Regions from separate parts of the Sus scrofa genome. Here region 2 is linked to region 1. A link is a contact called in public HiChIP or PLAC-seq data. All regions are on one chromosome and are shown on one strand. The core of a region is the stretch at or near the end of the contact, and the rest is flanking DNA. Distances in the headings are between cores, read along the strand shown. Region 1 overlaps ZMYM5 (zinc finger MYM-type protein 5). Region 2 holds the start of ZMYM2 (zinc finger MYM-type protein 2).

Evidence for each region. HiChIP or PLAC-seq counts read pairs in DNA pulled down with a chosen protein or histone mark.
Region 2: an H3K27ac HiChIP or PLAC-seq map of alveolar macrophages shows a contact between it and region 1. The contact joins the promoter of ZMYM2 here to the enhancer-like site in region 1. A contact is called at or near these places in 18 of 47 Hi-C or Micro-C datasets (blood, differentiating spermatogonia, embryonic fibroblasts and 10 more) and 2 of 2 datasets of contacts at active chromatin or transcription factors (alveolar macrophages and skeletal muscle).

What each region holds. Positions count from the first base shown.
Region 1 is chr11:605,845-610,000 of Sscrofa11.1, reverse strand. All of the region lies in intron 4 of ZMYM5 (zinc finger MYM-type protein 5), which reads left to right. Among named protein-coding and RNA genes, the nearest start is that of ZMYM5, 23 kb to the left of the region's middle. Within about 2 kb of position 2,305, at least 3 of the 83 cell types and tissues checked have an H3K27ac peak or open chromatin away from gene starts, as enhancers often do. A contact at or near this core is called in alveolar macrophages, where this site is marked.
Region 2 is chr11:659,569-663,724 of Sscrofa11.1, reverse strand. ZMYM2 (zinc finger MYM-type protein 2) reads right to left here and starts at 2,411. Exons shown (of 25, transcript XM_021065428.1): 1 at 2,263-2,411; 2 at 1,143-1,211. LOC110255873 (basic proline-rich protein-like) reads right to left here. Exons shown (of 5, transcript XM_021066006.1): 5 at 2,722-3,517. The coding sequence ends at 2,722.

The DNA of each region.
Region 1 (4,156 bases), core at 1,056-3,555:
ATGTGGAGGTTCCCAGGCTAGTGGTCGAATCGGAGCTGTAGCTGCTGGCCTAAGCTGTAGCTGCTGGGAACTCCTCGTGGTGATTTTAATGTTTGAAGGTTCATGAGCAGTTTAGTTTACCTTACTCATCATGTGCCATTCTTGTCATGGTAACATCTCACCATTTTAGGAGTTCCTTCTGTGGCTCAGCGGGTTAAGAACCTGACTCTGTCTCTGTGGATGTAGGTTTGATTTTTGGCCTCCTTCGGAGTTAAGGATCTTCTGTTTCCTTAAGCTGTGGCATAAGTTGCAGATGTGGCTTGGATATCGTGATTCTGGCTGTGATGTAGGGCCTTTCGGTGGCTTCAGTTTGACCCCTGGCCCAGGAACTTCCGTATGCCAACAGTGGGGACATAAAAAGAAAAACGAACCAAAAAATAACTCACCATTTTTATTTTAGCTATTTCAAAAATTTATTTTATTTTAGCTATTAAAAGAAATTATTTTATTTATTTATTGGCCGTACCCACAGCACATGGAAATTCTCACATCAGGGATCGAATTTGAGTTGCTGTTGTGACCTAAACCACAGCTGCGTCAACATGGGATCCTTAACCTGCTGTGCCAGAGCAGGAATGCGGAAAAAGCATATTTTTAAAACTATAACACTGAACTGCATACTTGATTAAATGTCTAAATTGATTAGTCGTTAAAATGGTATTCTGTGTTAAATGCATTTTATCACAATTTTTTCAGAAGGTAATTGGAGTAAGAGTTCCCATTGTGGCTCAGGGGAAATGAATCTGACTAGTGCCCATGAGGATGCGGGTTTGATCCCTGGCTTCGCTCAGTGGGTTAAGGATCTGGCTTGGTCATGAGCTGTGGTGAAGGCCACAGACGTGGCTTAGATCTGCTGTTGCTGTGGCTGTGGTGTAGGCCAGCGGGCACAACTCCGATTCATTCCCTAGCCTGGAAAACTCCGTGTGCTGAGGGTGTAGCTTAAAAAAAAAAAAAAAAAAGAAAAGAAAAGACCTTAAAAAAAACAAAAATGAAAGAGGTAAATGGAGCAACCTTTGGGAAATAAAAACTGCCCTGAGATGTTACTCAAAGTGAATACAACAGGCAAAACAACCTTCTTTGTATCTTTGTTTTACTGTTAACTCTTATCTTTACTACTAATTAAATAACTTCTTAACTTCTCAGGGTTCTTACCCACCACCTAGAGATAATTTGCATTTTAAGAATCTTGTTCAGGGAGTTCCCGTCGTGGCGCAGTGGTTAACGAATCCGACTAGGAACCATGAGGTTGCGGGTTCAGTCCCTGCCCTTGCTCAGTGGGTTAAACGATCCGGCGTTGCCGTGAGCTGTGGTGTAGGTTGCAGACGTGGCTTGGATCTGGCGTTGCTGTGGCTGTGGTGTAGGCTGGCGGCTACAGCTCCAATTCGACCCCTAGCCTGGGAACCTCCATGTGCCGAGGGTGCGGCCCTCAAAAGACAAAAAAACCCCACCTTGGAGTCCTTTGTCCTCATTTACATTTTATAGTTTAGGAAAGTAAAACTCAGTGATTTGCTCAATGTCTTTGACTAATCCATAACTTTTTCTGTTTTGGATAATATTTTAGAAATGCTTGAATTTTTCTGTAGGCTTATCCATATGGAATTAAAGTGTTTGATGATTAAATCAAATGCACAAGGGCTTGCTTTTGTTTTTCGGCCACACCACACAGTTTTTGGAGTTCCTGGGCCAGATGCAGCAACACTGGATCCTTAACCCACTGTAGTAGGCTAGGGATTGAACCTGTGTTCCAGTGCTCCCAAGATGCCACTGATCCTGTTGTGGGAACTCCATGATGGCTGTTTTTTTTTTTGTTTTGTTTTGTTTTTGGTTTTTTATGTTTTTTTAAGTTTTATGTTTTTTAAGTTTTAGGGGCATACCCGTGGCAGTGAAAGTTCCCAGGCTAGGAGTCCAGTCAGAACTGTAGCTGCCTGCCTACTCCACAGCCACAGCAATAATGCAGGATCTGAGCCATGCGTGTGACCTACACCACAGCTCATGGCAACGCCAGATCCTTAACTCACTGAGCAAGGCCAGGGATCAAACTTGTATCCTCATGGATACTATTTGGGTTTGTTATTGCTAGCCACGTCGGGAATTCCCACAATGGCTTTTAATAGTTGTTTAACTTTTTTCACAATCTGGAATTTGAAAATACATGAATACATAATTTTTTTTAGAAATAGAAAACTACAAGGAGCTGAGTATAAAGGATGCCCTTTGTGTTACTTTCCTCGAGAAGTTTAAGGTAAAATCTAAGCAGCCACCAGGGGGTACTGTGGAGTCAGATATAGCTCTTTTCCCAAAACTGGTCTTTTCCATTTTTGGCTTATTCATATACAGAAAGGACTGAGAAAATTTGAGTATAATAGTTCTTAATATTTCATAACTCAGTTTATGCTGCTATTATTGCCTCTTTCCTTTGAAAAGCAACCACATAATAATCTTTCTGGTTGAGGATTGAGTGTTAGCTGTGATCCTAATTGTTGTATTTCTTTTATAACCCTTTTAAACTGCTTTCTTAGATTTTTTTTCTCTTTAGGGCCACAGGTGCGGAATATGGAAGTTCCCAGGCTAGGTGTTGAGTTGGAGCTGCACCTGCTGGTCTACACCACAGCCACAGCGATGTGGAATCCCACCTGTATCTGTGACCTATACCACAGCTCTCGGCCATGCTGGATCCTTAATCTACTGAGTGAGTCCAGGGATCAAACCCTTGTCTTTGTGGATGCTAGCCAGGTTTGTTAACCGCTGAGCCATGTCGGGAACTCCCAGTTTAGGAAGATTTTAGAATAGAATGTTATTTAGCATTTTTCGGTATGAGGTGTTTAAAAGTTTTTTTCTTTTTTTTGTCTTTAGGGTAGCACCCAGGCACATGGAAGTTCCCAGGCTAGGGGTCACATCAGCTGCCGGCCTATGCCCCAGCCACAGTGACGCAGGATCTGAGCCACGTCTGTGACCTACACCACTGCTCATGGCACTGCTGGATCCTTAACCCACTGAGCAAGGCCAGGGGTGGAACCTTATCCTCATGGATGATAGTTAGGTTTGTTACTGCTGAGCTACAACGTAACTCCTGAGGTGGTGTTTACAATTGAATATGACTGCTGTATGAGTGCTTTTTTTTAATTATTCAACATCCATATAGTTCCCACCACCTTTTGTGTGTCGGGTTTCTAAAAAAAAAATTGAAGCCAGCATGTGTAACGTTTACTCAGCTTTCCATCTGTTATTTCTGTGTACTTATGTACTTTCCAGTTATAGTGGACCCTTGAACAACACAGGTTTGAATTGTATGGAGCCACTTATGCGCAGATACGTTTTCAGTTAATGCTCTGGTAGCACTTGATCGGTGTTGGTTGAGTCCGTGGGTGGAACCTTGGATGGGAGGGCCGACTCGGGGGCTTGAGCATCCACGGATGTCCTGGGGCCAGTCCCCTGCAGACACTGAGGGACAGTCCTGTGCGTACTTTTCCCTCTTGGTTTTGACATAAAGGTGATTTCTTGCTGATGCTGAATTTCACAACCCCCTGTGCATACATCGTTCTCTGATCTGCCGTAAGAGCCTTGCCTTCTTGATGGTTCACTTCTCAGATTCTTCCAGATGGGTCTCTCTGCTGGATCCCATTCTCATTTCCTTTCGTGTGTGTGTGTGTGTGTGTGTGTGTGTGTGTGTGTGTGTGTGTGTATTTATGGCCACACCCGTGGCATATGGAGGTTCACAGGCTAGGGGTCCAGATGGAGCTTAGCTGTTGACCTATACCACAGCCACAGCAACACAGGATCCGAGCTGCGTCTGTGACCTCCACCACAGCTCACAGCAGCACTGGATCCTTAATCCACTGAACAAGGCCAGGGATCAAACCCGTGTCCTCATGGATGCTAGTCGGGTTCGTTAACCACTGAGCCATGATGGGAACTCTTCATTCTCATTTCTCTGGTGCATGGTAGATACACACATGTGTTTGTTGAATTAAAGTGTCTAAGAATTTGGGGCTTAGAGGTAGAGCTCTGAGTTTACGACCTGTTTGGGCTTACCCAGATAGGTTTTCTGATCTGTAAAATGAATCAAATTATACATATGTCACAGATTATACATATGTCCCTAGAACTTTATATAAAA
Region 2 (4,156 bases), core at 1,162-3,661, 54 kb before region 1:
TACTATTCTCGTTCATAAATTTGAAAGTTTCCATCATTAACTTAAAAAAAAATTTAATTTAGTATTGTGCTGGCACACAATAGGGGCTCAATACATGCTGCAGGCTATCTGCCAAGATTCAAGTAAATAATAGGTGGAAGTGCCCAGCACCTGCCTAAAGTCGCGTTGGTTTAGTACAAGTTGCCACCCTGGCTTCTTCCTTCAGTCAGTATTCAGCATACACTCATCAGCCATTACCTTTTGACCCACTGGGACTTAATATTCAGGCATAAGCTACTATGCGGATGACTCACCTCTGACAGAGATCTACAAGTTAGGATATCAACTGTCAGTGAGCTCCAGAGATACAATGTATCTATCCAGAATGCTAACTTCACTGATATTTTGTAACTAATTTCAATTGACCGGAAATGCCTGGTTATGTTTATTTTACTGTCTCCCACAGTACAAGACCGCCTTAAAACCAAAAAACTGCAAGCATTAGAAGAGAACTCTCAGTAACACGTTCAAGAGTAACTCAAGTGAAGACTAAGCATCACAAAAGATGAAGGACTAAGTAACCAGAGCAGTGGACTGCTCTGATCAGACACCAGTAAACTGAGAACTGGAGTAGACTCATGCCCTTTCTTAAGCAAACACATGAAAGAGATCTACCACCGCATGAACCCCAAGAGTCAAAACGTGTTTGTTATGTCACACAGCAAGAGTTAAATATGGATGTTTCTCCAATCCCTTCAATCGATTATCCATTGTAATGGAAGAAAAGTGTTAAAGATGGTTGCACACACAGCATCAGAAAGGAAACAACCTCAGTTCCCACCATGGAACTCTAGAGGGCACCAGCAATATGCCCTCCTTCGCACCACCCCTCCTCCCGGGTAACGTGAGCAGCTGCAGGAGCCCGTCGTCTGGTTGCTGAGGTTGGTATTGCAGCAGGAGAGATGTCTGCAGCGGTGCAAACAGCAGCGCCCACTCCCAGCTGCCTCACCAGCCATTACCCAGGCTTCGCCCCGGGGGCAGCTGCCACCCCGGGGAAAGCTCCTCCCACTCAAAATAACGGAGACGCACTAGTCCCCCCCGGCCGAAGCCCTACAACCTGACAACGTCCTCTAAGAGCCTCAAAATACGGGCAAAAGACTCACAATGGGGGTGCTTTCCTCCTCACGTTCTGCCAAAGATGCACCAGGTAGGGTTGAAGGCGAATCCTGGTCCTGGGGTAGGAGGAAAAATGAAACATGCATCAAGAACATCTAACCAGGTGGGAGAAGCAAGCCTTTTCCACCAGGAGGAGGCAGAGAAGGGAATAAGAGGTCAAGGAGCCTCGGACCTTCGATTGTTGCTTCCCAGCCCGTTACCAACAACCCCCTCCTATGTAAAGTAGAGCAAAACGACGTTAAATATTTATTTGGGACCAAAACCCACGTGAAAGGCAAAACCTGGAGGGAGGAGGCGGAGGACGGCGAGCCTGCTCCGGGAGGGAGAGGGGGAAGGGCGGGTGCAGCCTCGACGCCAGCGGGGAATCCTATCCCCCAATCGGCCCACCCAGCGCCATCCCCGGCGCGCCGGCACCCACTCGGGGGCGGAGGGGGGGTTCGAGTCGCCGCCAGGCGGAAACCCCCTGCATTTGCCCCGAGCACTTGCCCAGGGCCCGAGATTTGCCCCCCCCGCCGCAGTCGGCGACCGGCAGCGCTGCCTCCCCGTCCGCCATTAGAGACCCAGCCAAACAATACGTGCGGAGCCGAGCCGCGCGCGCGCCGAGGCCGGGGCGGCCAAGGAGGGGACCAGGCGCAGGGCGCCCGCGCCCTCGCCCCCGAACTTGGAGACCTCGCGCCGCGCCTGGGAGGGTGCGAACGCGCCGCGAGCGCCCACGGAGGCGCCCCTCCCCCACCCGCCCCACCCCCACCCCGCGACCCCCGCCGCCCGCCCCCACCCCGGGCGGCCCCGGGCGACCCCCGCCGCCGGCGTCCGCCTCACCCGGCCCTCGCGGCCGCGCCTGCACGCCCGCAGCCCGCGGGCCGCCCGCCAAGGCGCCTGGGACATGAGCGGAGCCGCCAGCAGCCCGAGGCCCCGACGCGGCAGCGGCGACGGCGGCCGCGCCGCGGGCGCTCGTCCCGGGTCGGTGGGAGGCTCCGGAGGCTGCCCTCACCCATCTCCGCCTCCCGGCGCCTCCGCCTCCGCCTCCGCCTCCGGAGGCTGCGCCGCTCCCGGCCACCCCCACTGTCGGCGGCCCTGGGCTGGAGACACAGCGGGGACAAGCCTCACCCGGTTCTGGCTGCGGCTCCGCGGAACGAACCTCCCCGCCCCCGGCCCACCCCCCTTCGGGAACCAGCGCAACTCCGATCGGTCCAGTCCCGGCTTTAGCGCTGGTGAGGAGGCGGAGGCGGCGGCCGCGGCGGCGCGGCCCGACCCGCCAGGCCCCGCCCTCCGCGCCCTCACTGGCCGGCGTGGAAGGCGGGCCCGGCGCCGCGGGCACGCCCATTGGCTGCGTCCGCCTTCCTTCAGGACACCCTCGAGGGGCTGGCCCGACGGCTTGTCCGTCAGGCGCAGGCCACACCCCCGCGTCTCCGGCCCACCCCGCCCCTCCGCCCCCGCCCCCACCCCAGCCCGTCAGGGTCGGGCCGCCGACTCCCCTGCGCGCCGCACCGGCCGCCGTTCGGCCCCTGGCGCTCGGGGGCTGTCGGGGCCCCGCGGCCCAGGGGCCTCAGCCTGGGCGTCCGGCCGCTACGGCGGCTGCGAGCGACGCCGCGCGGGGAGCGCCGCGGCCTCGATGTCCCCAACGCCCTCCCTGTCCAGTGTCTGGCGGCCCCGGGAGGGGCGAGCGGGCGGGGGGGGCGGCCACGGGGGCGGCAGCCGGGAGCCCCGGGCCGGGGCCGGGGCGGGGGCGCCCGCGGGCTCCGAGGGCCGGCAGCGCTTCCCCTCGCCGCAGCCCCGTGGGGAGGCGTCCCCCGCTCCCGTCATGGCTGCGGGAGGAGGCGACGTCCTCCATCTTGTCGGGCTCGGGGGTGGGGGGCGGGGGGGCCGCCCCCACGCGTCCCGGGAAACCGGGCTGGGCCCCGCCGGGCGGCCGCGGGGACGGCGCCCGCTGCCGACTCGGCGCCCGGGAAGCGGCCGGCGCGACGGGGCCGGACCCAGACGCCGCTCCCCGCCGCCGCCCGCCAAGATGGAGGCGCAGCGGGCTGCGCGGAGCGGGCGCCCGCCTGTCGGAAGGGCCGGGCCGCCCCGCGCCGGGGCCGCCGCCTCCCTGGCCCTGGGCGGACGAGGCCCCGCGCTCCCCGGCCGCCCGGGGCGGGACGGAACCCAGGGGCGGCCGGGCGGCCGGGCGGCCGCGCGGGCTCGACCGAGGAGCCTTCCGGGCCGCGGGGCCTCTTTTGTTCGCCGTCTACAGCTCGGCCCCGGGCGCACGTCACGGGCGGTGCGGGTTCCGCGGTTCCACGTCAGGGGGAGCTCGGAGGCCGGCCCGGCCCGGCCCGGCGCGGCCTGGCGGCTGTCGGGGCCGCTGAGCCCACGCTGTTGGGCGCTAAATGGGTGAACAAGTTGGACCAAAATTTCATGGTGTTCTCACAACACTGCCTAGTAGTAGAGACACGAACGATGTTACATTTTAAAGTTCAATGCGATGATGAACAACATGAAGTTTTTAATGAAGTTACAGTCATGCATGAAGGTTTCACGAAGAACTGAGGTTTTAGAGACGCCACTCACTGAACAGTCTGGTAAAATATAAGACTCATAAATTTACAAATGAGGTAATTCTTCCACCTATGGAAAAATGCAGTAAATACACTGTTATCCTCATTTTTCTTTTTTTTTTTTCTTTTTTTTTTCTTTTTTTTTTTTTTTTTGCTATTTACGGCCACACCTGCAGCACATGGAAGTTCCCAGGCCAGAGGCTGAACCGGCATAAGCCACAGCAAGTTGGATCTAAGCCACCTTTGCCACCTATACCACAGCTCTAGACAACGTCAGATCTTTAACCCACTGAGCAAGGCCAAGGATCAAACTTGCGTCCTCATGGATACTAGTCTGATTTGTTTTCACTAAGCCAGGACAGGAACTCCAACATACCGCTATTTAGATGGAAGGATATCCATCATGTATTTCAACCCCCTTTCTCCAAAGGGTATCACCTATCTTTCTACAAACATTTCATTGTTAT